Linked DNA regions of Oryctolagus cuniculus: regions 2 and 3 are each linked to region 1. Evidence: chromatin contacts called from public Hi-C and Micro-C data. All regions are on one chromosome and are shown on one strand. The core of a region is the stretch at or near the end of the contact, and the rest is flanking DNA. Distances in the headings are between cores, read along the strand shown.

Region 1 (4,665 bases), core at 1,602-4,101:
CAGGTGGCACAGACAGGCTGGGTAGGCATCAGGGAGGAAGTGGGTTGGCCCCCGGCCCAGGGCTGCTGGTCTTGGCAGGGAAGAAGCACAGTGCCTCTCAGGCGCGATGCTCTCGAAGTGGCCCCGACACATGGAGACTGGACCACACCTCCCTGGTGTCCCATTAGGCTCCTGGGTTCCTGCCCAGGATGAGGGGAGGGGCACCTCCACGCCTGCCTCTAAGAGCAAGTAGCACTGAACTACTGCAAGTAGCAGCCCTGGCAGTGGTGGCGTCAGAGCTAATTGGCTGTAATGAGATAAAGAAGGATGCTGTTTGCAGCACCCGAGTCCTGTTATAATTAGTGTAAAGTGATTCTCTGTGGGGTAGAAGGGAGAGTCCCACAGCAGCGGATATGGCTCAGCTGTGAGAGCTGTGAGACGCTGAGTAACTTCCCCCACCTGCCAGAGTCCCACCTGCTGCCAGGGTCCAGTGGATGGGGAGGCTGCGCAGGTACTGCCCAAGCCTGCTGTTAGGATCACCCAGGTCCTGGGCTGATGAGCCGCCAGCGCTTGCCCATTCTGGCCAGCAGAGGGCGCTGCCATGCTGTGCAGATTGTCCTGCTCCCAGGCCCGGAGCTCTTGGGCTGCCCAGAGCAGCACCAGGTGTCCAGCATCCGTCAGGCCCCTTTCCAATGGAGCTGTCCAGACTCCCAGGTCCTTAGTCCATTCAGCAGTTTGAAGGCACAGGTGACAACTCCATATCCCCACTCACATTGTGCCCTCCGGTGGCTCACAAATGCACCAACCCTGCAGCTCTGCAGCCATGTGTGCACCCCATGGTGCCCAGGATGCCCCAGACTCCCAGCAGCCACTGGACTGAACTCCTCCCCGCAAGGATCCCAGCTGTGAAGTGGTCGGGGAAGAAGGCGCCCCACTCTGTGAGGGTGGGAGACTCGACTACGGGTCAGAGCAGAGGCACCACCTCCCTTCCTCGATCCCCCCTCCTCGCTGCTGGGCGACCCAGCACCCCTCACTTGCAGCTCCCAGCCCCCTCGGAGGGGCCAGCTCACCCCAAATGTGACTTCTCAGGAACAAACCAACACTGCAGCCCCCACTACATGCCAGGGGCTCTCAGACTCTACTGTCTGTCCATCCAGAGGAAGGGAGGTAGACCAGATCTCCCCAAGGGGAAAACAGATGAAGTGACTTGCCCAGGACCTTGTGGGACTGCAGTGCCAGGGCTCGCACCCAGATCTCTGGATCCCGACAGCTGTGTTATTTCACAGCACTGCCGAGACCTGTAGGTGTGGGCACTGGGGGGTTGGGCTGTCTGGGGGAAGCGGGAAGAGGGCTCCAGCTGCCCAGCCACAGGGAGCGCAAATGCCTGGGAAGTGTCCGCCCTTCCCTGGGGCTGAGCATGGGCTCCTGGGCAGCACTGCTGGGGGGAGGGGCACAGGGGAGCGCAGCTGCACACTCGCTGGCTTGACGACCTCCTGGCTGGAAGCAAGTGTCGGGAACATGGGGTGATGCCCACCAGCCTCCCTCTCCTGCTTTCCTCACACCCAGGTCACCAGTAAAGGACACAGTCACCGATCACCCCTGGGAGAATCCATTCGCCCACATGGGAGAGCCTGCTCTGCACCGGGGCTGGGCTGCACCTGCAGGGGTTCTGATGAGGGCCCAGAGTGTGTGGGCAAACCCAACACCCAAGAGACGGGACGCTGACAGCCCTGGGGGTGGGGGTGGTTGGAGGAGCTCCGAGAGGGAGCGAGTCTCTAAGGAGGGAATGCTTGGGGCTTCGGGAAGGGGCTGAGCCAAGGCCAAGAAGTAGGAGGAGGGAGCTTGGGTGCCTGTTGACCCAAGTGTGCCAGGCTGAGGCTGCCACACACAGCTGACCAGCAGCCCTGGCCACCAGTGCCTCCTGGTACAGCTCAGCCGGCGCAGAATCTGCCTGGGTTCCATTGTCTGATAGTCCCGCCTGTCACCAGCTCTCTGCCCTCGGGGCTAGCCGTTCAATCCTCGTGTTCCAGTTCCTCCTCCTGGGGCTGCCATGAGAATGAACCCAACTGAACTCCAGGCAGTGCTTAGCCTGGGCCCGGCTCATAATGGCACCGTTACTGTTACTTGGTAACAGTAGTAGCTAGAGCTACCCGTTTCTTGAGCACCTACTGTGTGCCAGGCTCTGGGCTGTTTCCCTATCTACATCATCTCTTTAATCACCAAGGGAACTCTCTGAGGTAGTTGAGCATTGATGCACCCATTTTATAGATCAAGAAACAGAGCCCCTTAGCTGCAAAGTGGTGAGTTGGGCTCTCACGACCCAGTGTCCAACAGCAGCACCTTGGGGTGGGGGTGGGGGTCCATGCCAGGCAGTTTATGGGTCAGAGTTTTCTGAACTCAGTGTTGAGGGCGCCTGTGCCCTGGAGGCAGAGTGAGAGAAATCCAGCGCCTCCCACTCTCCCCCTCTCCCCTGCTCTGCGCCCACCCCCAGGGGCCTGGGTTTCAGAGAACAGACGTGGGCCCCCACTCCCACCAACACCTCCCCACCCCCGCTGAAAGCGTGCAGGGGGAAGGCGCCCTCATCAGTGCACAGCCGTGTCCCGCGCCGCGCCTGATTCCTCTGGAACCCCGGCGCGCACAGACAGAAGTTGTGTACACAGGATTTTAGTATTTCCTCTCCGGCTCCAGCCCCAATTTGAGGGCCTGTAAAAGCTTGAATGGCGTCCAGTGCGGCGTGGTTTGCCTGAGCTCGGCTCCCGGCGCTGAGTCAAAGCAGCCCACACAGGGCCCGGGCGCCTGCGGGGCTGGAGACCTGGGGGTGGGGGGGCCGGGGGCGCCTGCCGGGGGCGGGGGAGTCGGGGACGCCCACACCCACGTTCAGGCGGCCGCCTGTCCGCCCGCCCGCCCCGCGCTGGCCTCGCTGCCGCTGAGCAAACCGTCTTCACTCTCGCACGCCTGGGGAGAGGGAGGGCGTGACTGCCTGACCCGTGTCTTGCCCCCGCGCGCCGCCGGGAACCTGTCCCACTGCGGTGGGGTGGAGGCGGGGGTGGGAGGGGCAGGCTGCTCCCTGTGGCTGAGGGCTGGTCCAGATGTCTCCCCCGGGGGTCCTGCCTCCCTCCTTGCCTTGCAACCAATGGTCTGTGTGAATCTGCAGGAGGCACGCGCCCTCCCTGGGCATGACAGGGGCAGTGGGGCCCCAGCCCTGGCCCCTGCTAGCTCCAGCTGCAGCAGGCTGGAGTCTGTAGAGATTGGGAGCAGCCTGGTTTGCCAGCAAGGTGCTAGGGCCTCTCTCCTCCAAGGGCCGAACCAGCCAGCGCGGGGAGCTGTGAGCTTCAGAGGAGAGGCTGGGCTGGACAAGGGGCAGCTGGGACTGGGGAGCACTGTGGGAACTCAGAGCGCCTCACTCTCCTGGGATGGGCTTGGGCCTTCCAGGGGTCACTCACATCCTGAGCCCTGGCCTCTGTCCACCCAGCCCAAGGCAGACCGGACCTGGGCCTCACCCAGTGCACTCACTGTGGACACGCTCACACCCCACACTCTCTGCCCTGCAATTCCAAATGTTTTTTTTTTTTTTTTTAAGATTTATTTATTTATTTGAAAGCAGAGTATGATAGATCTTCTATCTGATGGTTCACTCCTCAAATAGTCACAACAGCCTGATCTGGGCCAGACCCAAGCCAATAGCCTAGAACTCCATAGGAGTCTCCTTCATGGGTGGCAGGGTCCCAAGCACTTGGGCCAACTTCCACTGCCTTCCCAAGTGCATTAGGAGGGAGCTGGATCAGAAGTGGAGCAGGGCTGGCGCTGTGGCGCAGTAGGTTAAGCCTTTGCCTGTGGTGCCAGCACCCCGTATGGGCGCCAGTTCCTGTCCCAGCTGCTCCTCTTCTGATGCAGCTCTCTGCTGTGGCCTAGGAAAGCAGTGGAGGATGGCCCAAGTGCTTGAGCCCCTGCACCTGTGTGGGAGACCCAGCAGAAGCTCCTGGCTCCTGGCTTCAGATCAGCCCAACTCTTGCTGTTGCAGCCATTGCCATTTGGCGAGTGAACCAGCGGATGAAAGATCTCTCTCTCTCTCTGTAACCCTGCCTCTCAATTAATTAAAAAAAAAAAAAAAAAAAAAGTGGAGCAGCCAGGACTTCAACCAGAGCTCCAACACAGGATGCCAGTGTTACAAGCGGTGGCTTAACCTGCTGTGGCACAATTCCAAACTTCTAAAGCTCTGAAAACAGAACACGTGTTCGTATGTGCACACTCGTGTGTGGTATTCGGGGCAAAGCTGACCTGAGTGGAATGCATTTGGCTTCAAGTGGCACAAGATGCTTCACTCGGTCTTTATCCTACTCGCTAGGAACATTCATCCCTGGCATTAATGAATATTAATAATAATGCATTGATGACAGGAGCCACCCCAGGCCCTGCTGAGAGAAACGAGCTTACATAATCAACACCAGAGCCCAACATGACCTTGCTAACCCTCCTTAAAAAAAAAAGAAAAGTCACAACTTCTGGCCAGATCTCTTCTTTCTCTGACATGGTAACCAGCAAGCCAGAAATGGTGGCCGCTCCGCCAGCCTTGGGCCCGGAGTTGAGGGCGATGGAGCAGAGCCCCCGGGGGAAGGGCCTATGAAACCGAAGTGCTTTTCCGAGCTCCCGAGCCACTGGGTACACACCACTCCTGAGGCCAGATGG
Region 2 (4,665 bases), core at 1,490-3,989, 63 kb after region 1:
GGGAGGAGGACTCACTCCCAGCATGGCGCCCCCACGTGACCGCTGGCAGAACAGCACCTCCCCACCCGGTCTCCTCACGGGGCTGCTGGAGCTTCCTCGCATCACGGTGTCCCCCGGAGCACGAGATCCAAGGGAAGACCAGGCGACAGCCACACTGTTAGGAGGGGTCTCAAGGTACCCCATGACGCCCTGAACCGTGGCTTCTTCGCTTCCCATCCCAGAAGGCTGAGCTGACACACATGCTGGATCTGCGCCAGTGCTGTGTGTCCTGTGATAACAGAGAGAGACGCGATTGATTTTTTTTGCTTATATATTTATTTGAGAGTCTGGGAGGCAGTGTGAGACAGACAGACAGACAGACAGAGCCCCCATCTGATGCCTCTCTCCCCACATGCTCACTTTGGCCAGGACTAGGCCAGGTTGAAGCCAGGAGCTTAGAACTCAATCCAGGTCCCCCATGTGGCCAGAACCCAACTACCTGAGCCATCACTGCTGGCACTGGCAGGAGGCTAGAAGCAGGAGCCAGAGTTGGGAATCAAACCCAAGCACTCCGATGTGGGTTGTAGACATCCTAACCTCCAGGCTAAAAGCCCACTCCTGATTGATTATTGATGTCTGTCCTGACCCAGACCCGCAGCTATTGTTCCCTATCCCATTGACAACAGAATTCGTGCACGTGCTCAGAGGAGGTGGGTCCCAGATGAGGAATCACAATTGCCCTAAACTATCCATCCCATGGAAATGCATAATCCCGTTCATTCCTGCACAGACTGGCTTAGGGCTAGCGTCTGGCCAGGCTAGACAAGATAAGGAGAATTTTGGTGGCCAGGTTCTGGGAATGTATTTTCTCTCAGATTTCTTGGGGAGGAAGCTATTTCCTTGGAAGGCAATTTCAGGATCCGATGCTCAGATGTGCAGCTGCCACCTCACAGCCACAGCAGAAGCCACGAGAATCCCTGGGAGACTGACCCAGAGCCCAGACATCACGGGGCTGTTCCATCAACCAGAACTGGAATCGCCCTCATTTGGACATCTTGCTTTGCGAATCAGCAAATGCCCTTTTGGAAACTTCTGGGTGGCTCTTCTGTTCCAGGAGCCCCAAGGGGCCCTGACCCCACCCATTTTGTGAAGGCCAGCCGAGTTCCTTGCCTGCATCCTGAAAGAATATGCCTGGGTCGGACGGACGGCGCCCTCTGCACCAACACGGGCACACCCTGGAGCCTCTCCTCGGCCAAGTGCAGAAGGAAGCCCTGCCCTTGGTCCTCGCCCCTCATGCTAGACAGACCCAGGAATCCAAGCCCCCGCATTCTGGGGCTCTGTAGCAGGTCTGTCAGTCTCTGGGCAAGGGGAAAGGCCCTGGGCCCCAGAGAACTTGTCCATGGCAGATCCCCTAGACACTCAATCACCCGGGGTGGGAGCCAACGTGCTGGGAGGTCAGAGCCGGCACCGTGGGAGCCGCTCCAGGCAGCCTTCCCTCCTTCCCTTCCTAGTCTCCCTCCTCTTCTCCCTAAGAGCTTCTTCCCCAACACCCATCGCCTCCGTCTTTCCCAGTGAGGTTTTTCCTCTGGACGCGTGGATGCTACAGAGAAGGCGCACACTCCAGCCTTGCTTGCCGCTGGATGGAGCCACAGCAGGCAAATTCTGGCCAGTGAGTGTGCGGGGAAGGATGGTGTCAACTCCACTCCCCAGCCCTTCCTCCACCCTGGGTGGGCCTTTGGGGTCATGGGGCCGTGGGCAACACCCTAGAAACAGTGGCAAGACAAGGAGCCCGGGATCCCAACTAGTCCTGGCCCTCCCGCCTGGGGCGGTTACGTGAGTGCAGCTCCCATCTCGTCCGAGCCTCTCTCCCGCTGTTCCCTTCCTTTCTCCTTCCCATCCTCAAATCCCCCTCCCTTCCCCATCTCAGCCCACTGGCCCCTTGCAAAGTGGCAGGTGACGGGAGCAGGCAGCCAAGGGTGCAGACGGCTCTGCTGCTCCCCAGTCCCCATGAACACGTCCCTGTCCCAAGGCCCTAAGCTACGGGGGATTTGTTCTGCCCTCCAGCCCCCAGGAGCCTCCCGCTGTGTCCAGCTCTGTGCTCAGCGGATAACCTGCTCCTGGGGCTGGGGCTGAGAGCCAGCCAGGGCACCAACCCCAGGCAGCCGAATGCCCAGGGCCCCACTCCCAGCTCATGAGCCCACAGGGACCGCTGTGATGCCTGGAACTGGACGCCGGCCTGGGCTCCAGACCATCTGGCTGTGCCCTCTGGCTTCCCCGGAAGGCAGGCTCTTAGACGTCAGGGGAACTGAGCCAGCCCGAGCTCAGAACTGACACCTCCAACTCTCCTCTCCAGCCCAGCTCCGAGCTTTTCCCGGGTGGGTGAGGTGGCGGGAGAAGGGGGGACAACAAGGCGTCTGTCTCGGGGAGGACCTCACGCAAACCACTGTGCAGGCCCCTTCCCCTCGCAGCCTGGCCTCTGAGCCCCCGTGCCAGCCTTCTGTCCCCGCTCAGCCCTCGCAGGCGACAGATGGTGCCTTGAAGACCAGAGCTGGGACGGGGCCCAGGGGTGCCGATGTCAGCTGCACCAGGGCTCCCCTTTCATCGCCCGGCCTGCGGCTGGGGCAGCCCCAGCTCTTCGCCCGGCTCAGTGGGGCTTAGCAGAGCTGGGAGGCTGACAGCAGGAGGCCCCCTGGGAGTGGAGGCCTGGTTGGGAGGGGGAGAGATGGCCCAGGGTGTGGAGTGGAGGCCAGAGCAGCCTCACTGGGCCTCCATCCAGGCAGTGACGTGCGCACAGGGAGCAGAGGACGGCGCCCCTCTGCCTGTGGCTGTCTGCGGAGACAGTCTCGCCCTGGGCCGGCCCCTGGCTCTGGAGACCCCCTCCAGCAAGCTGCGCCAGTGCTTGACGGGAAGCCAGGCTGGGAGTGGCTTCGCCTGACCGTCCCCAGGTCACTTACTGCCCCATGCAGCGTCCTGGTGCTGTGACGTCACCTCAAAATTCCCGAAACACTTTCCATCTGGAGTCAACACCGCTTGCAGCTGCTCCGAGGACCGCGCCCCAGGGCCAGCCACGGACTGGGATCGAGTGTCCGTCCTTGGGGAGACCAAGCTTAGGGCAAGCTTAGGAAGAACAAATTCAAAGGCAGCTTTTTTTTTTTTTTTCCAAAGAATAGACTCAAAGCTGATTGCCACCAGGGGCACAGGGAAGCACTCGTGGGACTGAAGCGCAGAAGCGCTGAGCCCAGAGGAGCAGGCGAGGCCCCCAGGGCTCAGGACTGGGCCAAGGGCACTGGGGAAGGGAGGAGGAGGAGGTAGAGACCAGCGGGCTTCGGAGAGTTCCTGGCGGGGCCGGCGCTGTGGCGCAGCGGGTTAAGCTGCAGCCTGCGGTGCCAGCATCCCACATTGGAGGGCAGTTTCAGCTGCTCGGCTTCCCAACCAGCTTCCTGCTGATGCGCCTGGAAATTGGACAGCACGTTGTGGCCATCTGGGGAGTGAGCCAACAAGTGGAAGGTCTCTCTCTCTCCCTCTCTTTCTCTCTCTCTCTCCCTCTTTCTCTCTCTCTCTCTCCCTCTCCCACTCTCTCTTTTCTCTGATACGCTTTCAAATAAAAAAATAATAAAGAACTACTGAAGTGTTCTCATGCAGAGTTATACCTTTTTTTAAAGTTCCTGGAAAATGGGATTAAAAGATAAGCTTATTTTGGTGCAAAATTTTTTGAAAACTCATGTACAATTTTTTCATAATGTGTATTTTCCATGCACTTTGAAGTCGCCCCATAGTTGGGAAGCTCTCTCACACACGCACACACACACTCACACTCACACCCCGTGCCATCCTGCATGCCATGCACCCCCAAGTCTGCATTCTGCTCTGCCAGGAATACCCTCGGTCTATCCCAGAGGCTGCTCAAATGTCACCTCCCGGTGAAATGTGCTCCCCACGCCGGCCCCACCTTCTGGCCCTCCCCTCCAGCAGATTCACTGGTGGGCCTTCCTCAGGGCTCCTGCAGGGCTCCCTCAGCACGGCCACGGCGCCAGGTCAGCAGATGGCCTCGCAGCCTGTGTGTCCATTGATCCAGGGCCACCAGGCCAGGCTGAGCCCTGGCATGACCGCTCCAGTGCCTGCCCTGTACCGGCCACAGCCCCAGCGACTTCCTCAGGCCCTGGAAGACCCAGGACAGGGGTGGGGAACCTATGGTCCAGCCTGTGGGCTGCAGAAGGCCCTCGAAAGCGGCTGGTCTGGCCCTGCCAAGGCAACGGCAGGCAGGACTGGACTTCCAATACGTCTACAGCAGGCTCATCTTTACATTGATCATTTCGTGTGGCTCTCAAAGTCTCCAAATGGCCCATGCCTGCTCCAGGATAATAATATTCACGGCGTTGTCCTAAGAAATTGGCGAGATGACAGGAGGCAGATGGCACACCCATGGGATGGTCTCCTTCAGCCCGTTTAAATCACCAGGTGTGAGGGTGCGAATCCGTGATGTTCCAGAGACTATGGAACAGGGGCTGACTGGCTGCTTGTTGTATCCTGGGAAGACTCTGAATCCCAAGTGTGCAAACGTTCAAGTGCATCGAGAGTGGCCCTTATTTAGCCAGCATGTCTCCATCCACTGGAACTCCAGCCCCGGAACATTCCAGACGAGCAGAAAGCATTCTCTCTGGGACAACGCAGAGCCAAATGACAACA
Region 3 (4,665 bases), core at 1,066-3,565, 42 kb after region 1:
CAGCTACCCCCATGCTACTCCTGGAGAAAGAGAAGAGTAGGATTTAGAAAGGTCACATATTCCGAAATGTGTTGCTGGCTAAAGCCCAGAGTGGTTGAGTAACTTTCCTGGAGTCACAGAGCAAGTCAGTCACACAGTAGGAAAAAAAAAAAAACAACCTCACTCCTCAAACCAGAAGCATCCACCCCCAACCCTTCTCCATTCCCTGTGTGGGATGGGGTGGGGGTGGGGCACTTGCCAGTCCCTTTCTAGAAGCCAGAAGCACAGGGTGCTGCTGAGCTGTAGTGTTGTGCCCTGCCTCGCCCCACCATGAACAAGTCTTGGGTTAAGTGTTTCTCCACACCCCCACCACGGGGCGCTGTCTGGTGGGGCAGTCCACACCAACCCACACAGCGAGCGCCCCATCCTGCACCCCCTCCCCAGGGAATCCCGCAGCTAAGGGCCTCTCAGCAGATTCCCACCAGCCAACGCCTGACGCCGCCCCTGGGGAGGGGGCGCGCTTGCAGCCGGGACCTGAAGAACGCCAGGGCGAGGGGTGCAGAGGCCAGCAGCAGCCTGAGCGAGCGCGCCAGGTACGCCTGCTGGGAGCCGGGGATGAAGATGGGCTCACGGGCTCCCCCTTCCTCCACGTTCGCCCCCGTCGAGACCCTCACACTCAAGCAGCCCCAAGATCGCTCCTTCGCGGTGTTCTGGGCCTCGCCCGCACCAACGGGGCGTTAAGACCCTTTACCCACACCAAATACTCCCAAGGGAAAGAGTGTCCCTCCCCGCTCCCGGGACAGAGTTCCACATTTCCCTCCCCACGCCCCCACGGCGCCCTGGGGACTCCAGGAGACAAATATTCGCGGCCATAAAAATGAACGCCGAGGCTGGAGTCTGACGCGCAGTCAGGCTTATATCCCGGGGTGCCGGCGCGGACCCGGCCCCGAGAGCTCCAACCCTCACCTCCACTTTGCAAGCTCAGATTCGTGCCAGCGCTGCGGCAGAGGTCGCGGCCCCACGACTGCCCAATCCCGTGTGGGCCCCGCGGTCGGACCGTGCGGCGACAGCTTGCTCCTCAAACGCACCCCTGCCCTGGCAGCTGTGCCGGGTCACCCAGCCACCCACCCGGCCGCACGCCCCCAGGCGCGGGGAGCGGGACGCGGGGCGCAGGTACCTGCTTCCTGAGCGCCTCGAAGGCTGCGCTGATGGTGTGCACCCGCGTCCGCTCCCTGGCGTTCGCCAGGAGCCTCCGGGTCTGCTGTAGGGCTTTGATCTCCGAGGAGGCGGCGGTCGCCTCGCCCGGCCGTTTCCTAGGCGACGCGGAGGAATCCGGGTGGTTATTGTAAATTACGTGTGAAATTGACGAGTAGGAACTTTCCCCCGGGCGCGTGGGGAGCGCGGGGCGCACCGAGGGCTCCGGGGGCGCGGGGGGCGCGGCTGGCGCCGGGCGTGCGGGCGGTGCGCACAGCAAGATGCGGGGACGCAGGCCGGGCTCGCGGAACGACGGTGCCTCGGGACCTCCAGGTGCCTGGCCCAGGGGCGCTGGAGGCGGCGGCGGCGGCGGCGTGGGGAGTCCCGGACCCACTGCGCCCAGGGCGAAGCCGCGTTTCCGTGCGTCCGAGACCTCCGGCGCCCCGGCGCCCCTGCGCTCCCCAGCTGTGTCCGCGCTCCCACCTGGGAGAACGGCCGGCGCCACGGCGGCTGGCACAGGGGCCAGAACGGGGACGGGCTGCAGCCGCTGGGTCCTGTCCCGCAGCCCGTTGGTGGCGGCGGCGGCGGCGGCGGCGGGCTCGGGCGCTTCCAAGTCCAGTCGGAAAGTTTTATAGCCGTTCGCGCGCCGCGCCGGCTCCTTGCCCTTGCGCTTGAGCTTCTTGAGGCCGTTCAGCTCCTTCACGCACACGGTCTTCCACGGCCCGTCCTCGAGGACCGGGATGTGCTTCATGGCGCGGACAGCGCGCGGGCCGGGGGGGGCGTGGGGACGCGGGACGCGCGCCGGCTGCACCCGCTCTGCACGCCGCGCGCCGGCTCTGCCCGGGCCGCCGCCGCGCGCAGCGCCGCCGAGTCTCGGGCGCTCCCCCTCCGCCCGCCCGCGCTCCCGCCCGCGCGCCCTCTCCCCCTCGCCCGGGGCAGCTGCGCCGCCGGCTCGGCGTGGCCGCGGGGCCGTCCGCTCCCGGAGCGCTCAGAGTGTCATCTGAAGTCGCTGCCGCCGCGCCAGCACTGCTGGAGAACGCCCGCTGCGCTCCATCTGTGTTTGTTTAGCCTCAGTTTACACAGAAGCCCGGTTCGCGAGATCAGTCAGCGCCGCCGCCCGGAGAGGAGGCAGCTCCTGCAGCCGTCGCCTCCCCAGCCCCAGCCGCCCGAGCCGCGAGCGCCTTTAAAGAAACAGGAAGCATTTTTCAAAACAGCTGGGCCGCCGGCCGCCTCCTTTGTCCGCGTGCTCTCCACCTCCTGGCCAGCCCCCTCCCGTCGGCGCGGAACCTGCCTCCTCGGGACCCCCGCCCCGCCCCTGTTCGGATGGGGGCGCGCTGCTCCCTGCCCTGCGCCTGGGCGCGTGGCCCTCTGCGCTGCGCCCTTCCGCACAGCCCCGCGGGGCCTGCCCTGCTGCAGCTTCTTGGGGACACAGCGCCCACCTTGCCCTCTGCCCGCCCGCTGCGGCTTGTCCCGTTCGGGCGGACCGAGAAGGGTCAGCGACCCAGTAAGCGCTCTCACTTGCTGGAACAAGGAAGCCAGGAGTATTTGAGAGAGTTTAGGCCCTAGGGAAACTGAGGCTGCACACGCTTTTCCCGAGCAGCAACAGAGGATGGAAGGTTGGGATTCGCACACTGCCCTGGCGCCTGGGAGAATCTGAAGCCCTCTCACCACAGGCCCCTGTGAATGAGAAATTCAGGGGACATCAACGCCCGAGTCCCAGCGGTGCCCAAAGGAATCCCGGCACCAGGCACGTGGGAGGTGGTGTTTATGAGTATGAATGAAGTACTAACTGAGGCAGAATCCCTGGGTGCACTTGCTGGGTGATCTCCAGAATTCATCCCTTAACCTCAGCGTGCCTCCATCCCCTCATGGTGCACAGGGGCTCCTGGTCTTGTCTTCCACCTGAGGGTTGGGAGAGCAGAACCTGGCTCAGAGAGAGAGATCTGCAGGTGCTGGCCCCTGGGACTCCCCAGGTCTCCAGTCCTCTGTGCCACTCCACTCTGACAGGCAGAGGTCAGACTAAGAGCCCTGGCACACAGGCCACCTCCACACGTCTGCCCCCCCCCCCCCCGGGACAGCTGGGGAGTTCTCTCACCTCTGACCCTCTCACCGTGGCTGTACCTCCTGCGTACCCAGAAGATGGTCCCTTGACCCTGGCCTTGAGCTCTAGTAAAAGTGCAAGGGCTCACGCCCAGCCTGGAGAGTGACCTGCAGCATGTGGGGGTCTGGGAGGTGGGCTGAGAGTCTGGGCCCGAGGTCCAGGGACAAGCACCCAGCGCTGTTGGGCCTCAGCTTTTCTACTGCGATGGTGAACAGGGCCTGTCGTCCCATGGGAGCCCTGTTTCTGCCTTGGAGGATGATATCCCTGGCTAGCCAACGTCTTCGGGAAAACAAAAGGAGGTCATAAATGGAAAATGACGTTGACGTAGGCTTGAAACACAGACACACACACACACACGCACACACACACACAGTGCGCACGCATGCACGGCGCATGCTGAGAAGTGATTTGCTGACTACAGTGAATCCTCTGAGATGGTTCCCCAGACACCCCCTTCCCTGCTCACCTGGCTCTGCCTGCACCTCACCTCTGTTCTGAAGACCAAGGGCGTGCCCCCTGCTTCCCCTGTGGCTTCCTCATCCAGCCCTGGTCCCTAACACGTGGCCTTTGCTCCTGGCCGAGTATGCCCCTCCTCTCATGTCCACCTCCAGTTCCCCCTCCTCTCAGAAGCCCTTGCTGATCGCCCCAGCCTGCCGTGGCTCCTGCTTGCTTCTGCCGCCCCGGCAAGCCAGCTGCACCCTCCGGATTGGTGAGTACCTGAAATGCCTGCTGCCCAGGAAATGTTTGCTGAAGCACACCAACCCTTGTGCCCTCTCCATCGCTCTGTCTGGAGCCCCGACCCAGCGCATCTTGCCAGGCAGTGGCAGAGATGGAGCGAAGCTGCAGGGCTCCGGCTCTTTCTGGACCTCGCTTTCCTGTATGAAGCAGAGACGATAACAGCGCACCATGCCTCAGGCAGACATAAGGGTGGCCTTGGGCCTCCTGTGTCAGCCCGGACCCCGGGACCTGCCCCCAGACTCCAAGTGCAAGTGCAGGCGGTGTTGCTGTGGCCAGGTGGGCTGTGTGAGAAGTTTCTGGCAGGGCTGTGTCAGCCCTAAAGAGACCAGGAAGAATCGCTCGTCTTGGTTCAGTAGTGAGCCCCACTCGCACTGGTCCTGAGACCCTTACCAAGCCCTTCGGATAGAGCAGCAGGTCCCTGAGGGTGGAGGAGGGGAAGGGGTGGGTGGGAAGTCAGCTGCCTTGGGTGCAGGTGGAGCTGGGCTCCGGGCTCCAGGCTCCACCTGCGCCCTCGCTGCCTCTCTCCCTGGTTGAATGCACCGGCAGACCTCGGAGGAGCCACGGCTTTGCGCGGCCCGGTCACCTCTCTGAGCCTGGGTTCATTACCATGTAACATCCTGTTCATGTTAGACGGACCTGTGTGTGAGGCAAAC

Evidence for each region. Hi-C and Micro-C count contacts between places; a contact is called where the count stands out from the background.
Region 2: a contact with region 1 is called in a Hi-C map of skin fibroblasts, with 3 times the contacts expected there. The contact joins two enhancer-like sites. A contact is called at or near these places in 4 of 6 Hi-C or Micro-C datasets (ear pinna, psoas muscle, skin fibroblasts and 1 more).
Region 3: a contact with region 1 is called in a Micro-C map of ear pinna, with 11 times the contacts expected there. The contact joins the promoter of ATOH8 here to the enhancer-like site in region 1. A contact is called at or near these places in 4 of 6 Hi-C or Micro-C datasets (ear pinna, liver, psoas muscle and 1 more).

Annotation. Positions count from the first base shown.
Region 1 is chr2:116,903,605-116,908,269 of mOryCun1.1, forward strand. No RefSeq gene overlaps it. Among named protein-coding and RNA genes, the nearest start is that of ATOH8, 42 kb to the right of the region's middle. Within about 2 kb of position 2,852, at least 1 of the 8 cell types and tissues checked has an H3K27ac peak or open chromatin away from gene starts, as enhancers often do. A contact at or near this core is called in ear pinna, where this site is marked.
Region 2 is chr2:116,967,037-116,971,701 of mOryCun1.1, forward strand. No RefSeq gene overlaps it. Among named protein-coding and RNA genes, the nearest start is that of ATOH8, 21 kb to the left of the region's middle. Within about 2 kb of position 2,740, at least 5 of the 8 cell types and tissues checked have an H3K27ac peak or open chromatin away from gene starts, as enhancers often do. A contact at or near this core is called in ear pinna, where this site is marked.
Region 3 is chr2:116,945,675-116,950,339 of mOryCun1.1, forward strand. ATOH8 (atonal bHLH transcription factor 8) reads right to left here and starts at 2,316. Exons shown (of 3, transcript XM_008254167.4): 1 at 1,157-2,316. The coding sequence starts at 1,924.